Regions from separate parts of the Hordeum vulgare genome. Here region 1 is linked to region 2. A link is a contact called in public Hi-C data. All regions are on one chromosome and are shown on one strand. Each heading gives the region's core, a stretch centred on a gene start, on an enhancer-like site or on the middle of the called end of the contact. The rest is flanking DNA. Distances are from core to core; before and after follow the strand shown. Region 1 holds the start of LOC123395430. Region 2 holds the start of LOC123395793.

What was found. A called contact is a pair of places that touch in the nucleus more often than the background predicts.
Region 1: a Hi-C map of leaf shows a contact between it and region 2, with 5 times the contacts expected there. The contact joins the promoter of LOC123395430 here to the promoter of LOC123395793 in region 2. A contact is called at or near these places in 4 of 6 Hi-C or Micro-C datasets (leaf and seedling).

What each region holds. Positions count from the first base shown.
Region 1 is chr5H:82,008,856-82,011,890 of MorexV3_pseudomolecules_assembly, forward strand. It overlaps LOC123395430, which reads right to left and starts at 1,552. Exons shown (of 2, transcript XM_045090430.1): 1 at 1,210-1,552; 2 at 622-1,130. The coding sequence starts at 1,489. The coding sequence ends at 748.
Region 2 is chr5H:81,813,798-81,817,181 of MorexV3_pseudomolecules_assembly, forward strand. LOC123395793 reads right to left here and starts at 2,023. Exons shown (of 18, transcript XM_045090826.1): 1 at 1,910-2,023; 2 at 1,681-1,720; 3 at 1,456-1,529; 4 at 735-800; 5 at 544-615. The coding sequence starts at 1,912.

The sequences.
Region 1 (3,035 bases), core at 302-2,801, 190 kb after region 2:
TGTAAAGGGTTGCAACTATTATCTTTTAGCAACGCTCGGTTAATGCGCTCTGTATTGTTTCAGTTGGAGTTTTTTTCATCAACGGTTGAAGCATTTTATGTCAATGGTTGTAGCATTTCACCATGGCAATGACCGCTTGCAATTTTTTATATGTCTGGTTGCAGCTTTTTTTATCAACGGTTGTAGCATTTTATGTCAACGGTTGTAGCATCCCATCATGTCAATGACCGCTTGCAACTTTTTATATACCTGGTTGAAGCTTTTTCATCTGGGTTTAAAGCTTTTTTTAACAACGGTTGTAGCATAAGCGTAAAAAATGGTTTTGCCATGGCCGTCCAGCAGCAGCCCCATATCCACAAACGCCTCCGCTTGCAGCACTAACTCGAGGGCCTCCCCCGGCGACGCGACACCATCGGCAAAACCATGAAAAGCTTGGCTGGGGAACGAGATGCTCGTAGAAGCACGGGGAGAAGAAAGTTTCTCACCGCATCAAGTCAACGTACGACAACGGCCGGTGGTCACCCTCAACAGATAAGAGAAGGTGAGGGGGAGGAGAAGGTCGTTCCGGAGAGATAAGGGTGCTCGCGTGTGGCCAGAAACTCACGCGAGGGGATAAGGGTATGACGGGATGCAAGCCACTAGATCTAATCGCATCAGACTACACGCGTTCGGCCGGACTGTCGTACGTAAACGTTTCCCTATTACAATAATGAAATACCACTAGCTCTAGCGTATACAAGCGTTTCTTTATGGCTGCTTACCATTACGGATTTTCCAAACGGGGCCCTCGTATTTTTCAAGACGCCCGTCGGTACAGATCGCCGTCACCTCACCTCTGTCGTTGGTGAAGAAACGACTGCCAATTCTCGGAGTCCTCGGACAACGACGAGGGGCGAAGAACTCCCCTGGCTCCAAATCGGAGAACCTGGTGAGCCCCTTGGTGTAGCTCCTACCCGATTTGTTGAACTCGTAGACATGCCGCGCCTTCAACTTGAAGCGACCAAATCGCCGAGCCATCTCGTCGTGGTCGCGCGCCATTTCGTGGAAGCGGCACCACCGCTCGTACAGAGCCCACAGGGTTTCGTCCGAGACGAGGTCCTTCTCGTCGAAGTAGGGAACGGTGTCCGGGTCTGCGTCATCACAGAAACGGAAACTGTAATGTGTGCTGCCGAGCAAGATGTGCAAAGAATACCGAGGTTGATTGATTACCAGGGCGGAACTCATCCTCGAGGTCATCTGGTGCGGCGCCCACAGGCGAACGGGGGTCCTCACCGGAGGAGAGCGTAGTGATGCTGCGCCGGAGGAAGAAATCCGAGGTGCTGGTGGAGGCGGCGGCGGAGTTTGGGGATCTAAGTAACTGTCGCGAGCGGGCGGTTATGGTGGTATTTCCAGCGAGATCGCCGCCGGGTAGGCGAAGAGCGAAGCGGCCGGAATTGGTGGTTGTCCAAGCGACCCATGACCGTGAGAGCTTTAATGCGACGGACGCCATAGCAGGTTAGGACGAAGTGCGGGATAGATCTAGGGTTGCTATGCGGTATGACGTTTTTTTCTAAAAGGAAGATACGACATGCTAATAGTGGGCCACAACTAGAACGTTTCTTCATTATTAAAAAAAAAACTTATCGTCGTGATGGTTCAACCACCTCTAACGATTCCCATCACCCTTCCTACGACAACCCGTCTCCCTTTTGTATCTCTACTATTAAAGGGGAGCGATTCCACTTTCCTCATGAGATAATAAAAAAGAGAGAAAAGGGGCACCAAATAAAAAACGGGCCATGACCAGAATTCACGTCCCACGCCCCCATCTCCCGGCAACCTCCTTGCTCCTCCCAATCCCAGATCTCTTCTCTTCCAAGAAAAATTGCCATGGCCGTCGCTCCTGCTACTAGCCGATGACCACTGCGAGGTCTTCCCTCGGGGCTAACCTCGGTCCTCCTCCACATGCACCCGCCACCTCCCATGCGGCCCAATTTCTTCTCCTCGTTGCTCACTGTCTACGTGTCTGCCGTGCCGGCGTAGGTGCCCACCCTCCGAGCGCTTGAGCCCCGCTACGATGGTGTCAACGGTGTCATCGAGGTCGAAGAGTTTGTCGACCCAACCCTCGCCCTCGGCCGCGTTGGTGGCTCCGTCTGTCTCGATGGTTAATTTCTCGATCTCGATTATCCGGCTCAGCTCCGGCGAGTACGACATCGGTGCGGACACCGCGTCAAACAACAATAGCACGGGTCCATCACTAGCTTATTGGAGTCTTTGGTCAATGCCGTCCACCGGTCGCTCTCTGTGCTGGTGCCCACACTCCACTCCACATATCCTTCGTCAAAGTTAAGGTTGAATAGTCCCATTTCGTCGTCCACAAATCAAATCAGGCCTGCTCCAGCACACAAACTGTGTGGGTAACAAACCTTACACATCAATCCACACGCTAGCAAGATCTTGTTGACTGGAACCACCCCCTCCAGCAGCAAGGCTCTCTCTCGTTTTAATTTTACATCCTTGTCACAATGTTGGTCTGTGTTTCTACCGTTGCATGAATGAAGTGACATGCAATTTTTGTATGAATAGAAGTGAGCTGCTGATTTTTGAATAATGTTGAATCGTTTGCAGATTCTTTTATGGAAAGAAGAAAGATAGGATTGACCTTGTGCACTGATGGGGTTATATGGACGTCGATGGCTGTCGCCGATCAAAGGAGTGTGATGGCAGACGTTGTGGGGATGCCACACTCAGGCCACCACGAGCTCCGGGTCAAGACGATGGCTGCCGACGAGCAGAGTTTTGCTTGTTGAGGAGGTCATCCTCCTCCCTGTACATTCTTGGCTTCGCAAGAACCTGACTGGTTTGATTTGATTCGGTAGTTCTGGTGGCATTGGATACTCAGATGCAACATTTAATTGTCAGTTCTTTACTCCAATGGAAGAAAAAGAATGTTATTACATAGTGGGGTTCAGTCGTAAATGCTCACATATTCTTGATCCCCATGTATGTTTTGCTTCTATCTGCACTATTCTTGCAGGTGGAACATAACTAGAGCA
Region 2 (3,384 bases), core at 773-3,272:
ATTAATATATGTGATGTAATAAGGATGTTTAATTCCATGATACTGAATAAGAAAGCTTGCGTCTTTCTCTCTAAACCTAACACAAAACTACAAAGGGGGAAAAAAGGTGAACTTGTGACAACATTTTTATGATACTGATAAGGATATAAACAGCTTATTAGATAAGTACAGTCTGTTAAGAACTAGTAATGCATGCAAATTTATGATACTGATAGGTGGAGTGTATAATAACTAACTTGAAATTTCTTTTCTGGTCATGTAATTGAAGAAATTTACCTCACTAACCTCTAAACTTAGCCATTTAAGCCACAATAAAAAGCATGTTGGTTGGTGTCACTAATTTATTTGCAATCATGTCTAGCTCGTATTCTTATAGTATATCATTGAAACAGTACTCTTATAGTAAAGACATCAGTTGATTACTTCCTAGATTCTACTTGAGATTTGAGGAAATGGGGGATTAGAAAGTTTTGAAACATATGTACATACAATGTGTGATACTGAAATTTCTACAGCAATGAAAAAGAAGTTTGGTGTTCTTGCCTCAACCCCATTCTTTTGCCTTTTAGCAATATAAGCACACTCCCTTTCTGCAAATCGCACAAATCCAAATCCCTGAGGAAGTTCGGGAAAAATAATGTTGATAAATTTCCTGATAAAAGGTTCTCAATAGATTACGTCTGAAGAATCGAAACATTTATTGCAATGTCGTAAGAGTTGCAATAAAATCAGACCTTGGAAACACCATTCTGATCCTTCATTATGCGCAAGTCAACAATCTCACCACAGGTAGAAAATATCTGCTGATGAAATGGTCAGTCCAACAAATATGTCGAAATGAAAAAAAAACATGCTTTTTTACACGAATAGACGAAAGTTAACGAACCAACTATGTGACTATTATTAATTTACAATGGAGAAAATATACTTAAAGCTCAGCGGTCCAATAACCAATAATTGAGCAAAAATTCTAACCATTGCAGTACTACATATTTCTGTTATTACTAACTAGAGCACGACAATATCACCTGCAGACAGATTTACCAAGCCACATCCAAAAATTACAGAACCAGTTAAGCTTCTGGTAGATACAAAACATGGTTTAGGTGTGCCAATAGAATTGATTTGGTTGGCATGTCTTACACAACATCCACAGTTAAAATTGGCAAGTAAAGGTGGCATTAGAAGGTTTTCAGATTAACCTACAAACCAGCTGGTCATTCCCAGTTGGACTGCAGAAAACTAACAGGTGGGGATAAACAATACATACTGCCAACACAGTTATTCAGCTAACCATATGCTGTTCCATAACATGGCTTCTACAAATCATCAGGAATGTAAGCATTTCAGGTATTAATCCGTCCTTATTGCAGTACACCGTTCCTGAATTTTCATAATACCAACAAGCAACACCTCATACGCAGGTGGGTGTTGATGGCTGTAGACATGACCAACCTCTCGGAGCGTCCCCTCCGTCGCCGACCGCGGCAACCCGCCGACGAACACCTCGGCGCCTTTCACTCGCCGGTCTGCACACATACACCAGCACGCCATCCAATGCACGCGCGCAAGCGCACATCCACAACCGGAATCAGATCCCAAAATCCCAGAACAGATTCGCTCGAGCGAGCTTATCCGCAACAGGCTAGGCGAAATACAAAATAAGCCCAGCAGCCTCACCTTGCTCGTCGTAATCCCCATGCGACGCCGCCCTCCTGTCCTGAAATCCCCAGGAAAAAAGAAAATCAGAGACGAGGTTATCCCGGCGAAACCTGCACCGAACCGAGCGCCGCGACGACCGGGCGGGCCTCCGGCGCCGCGCGGCGTCGAATCCGGCCGCGCCTGCGCGAAAGGAATCGAGGAACGCGGCGGGAATTCACGGGTTCGGGGAGTGGGTTCCGAGTAGTACCATTTTTGGCTCTTCTCTTCTTCAGCCGAGACGACACGCACAACAGAGCGCAGGGAGCTTTCTCCTTTCCCCTTTATATTTTGCCCGAATTATCTATCGGTTCGCCTTTTTCTTTCAGAGAGAGAGAGAGACGGCTGTGGTTTTATAACCAGCCGGCCCCGCGCGGCCTGGCATGTCGGAAAGCGTACCGTCCGGCCCGTCTCGGCAAGGTTACAGGTGTGGGCCTCCGTTCTTTTGTTTTATTTTTCAAAGAATGAGAGATGTTTTTTTTAGCTGCAAATGAGAGATGTTTGTATCAAATGTTGAAGTGTAATGAACAAGAGCAATGCACCCCCCCCCCTAAAAAAAGCAATGTACAATGTTTTAAGCTTCATTCCTCCTATTTATACAACGGCAAGGGACACGATGATTATGTATGTGCTTAGAGAGGCATATGGGCGCAAAATAGTTTCGAATGGAGCCGCCATATGGGGGACTCCATCCAACTATGAACTAACGCACACCCACTACGCTTAAGGTGCCCAATTAGTTGTTAGTTGTCTTCCCTTTTTTATTTCTATTTTGATTTTCGGTATATGGTTAAATGAAGCCATTATTTTTAAACAAAATTCAAATCAATTCCTAGATTTCAAAAAATCAAAATGATTCTCATAGCCACATAAAAATGGTACATATTTTTTTATTGAATATTCATTTACTGTGGTGACTCGTTAGTGTTCCACATAGGATTGCAATGCAATTCATAGATATTCACCCATGTTTTTTTTAAATTAGTCATATTTCAATCATTTCAAAACCAATCCAAAGACATTTCACAGATATCACATTTCACACAATTTTCAAATGTTTGGTAATATTTTACAACTTTAATTCATAACTGTTCACACACATTCTAGTTATTCCAGACATATGTCAACCAATTTCAATTATATTAATCAATTTCAAAAAAAATTCCACACGCATTTCACAATGATTTCAATTTTTTCTAACATGCTTCAATTGTATGATGGATTTCAAAAGTATTTAACATGTGGTTTCATGACAGTTTCAAATTTTCATACTTTTTTCATTATATCATTTTATTTAGATAACATTCCTCCCTCAATTTAACAAGAATATCAGTGTTTCACCATTTTTTTATATTTTGGTCATGTATAAATAATATGTGTTCTTGATATTATTTTAAACTTCCTGAAGTCTTTAGAAAGATCTTTTTGGGTGAAAATATTTTTCTATTCATTTATATAATGTATTAGTTTGGGTATTTTTGTGAATATTCCTAAAAAATGATATATGTAGTTCATACGCCTCAAATGTATCCATATCTTTTGTTATGTTTATTTACACATAGTTTTGACAAAGTGCTCATGCTGAAAGAATGTTCACTCGGTGGAGGTGTTAACACAACTCATGCATGCATGCAGGGGAGGTACATGGTGACATTAGTGCTTTCAATGGTACTTCACAAACTTTAA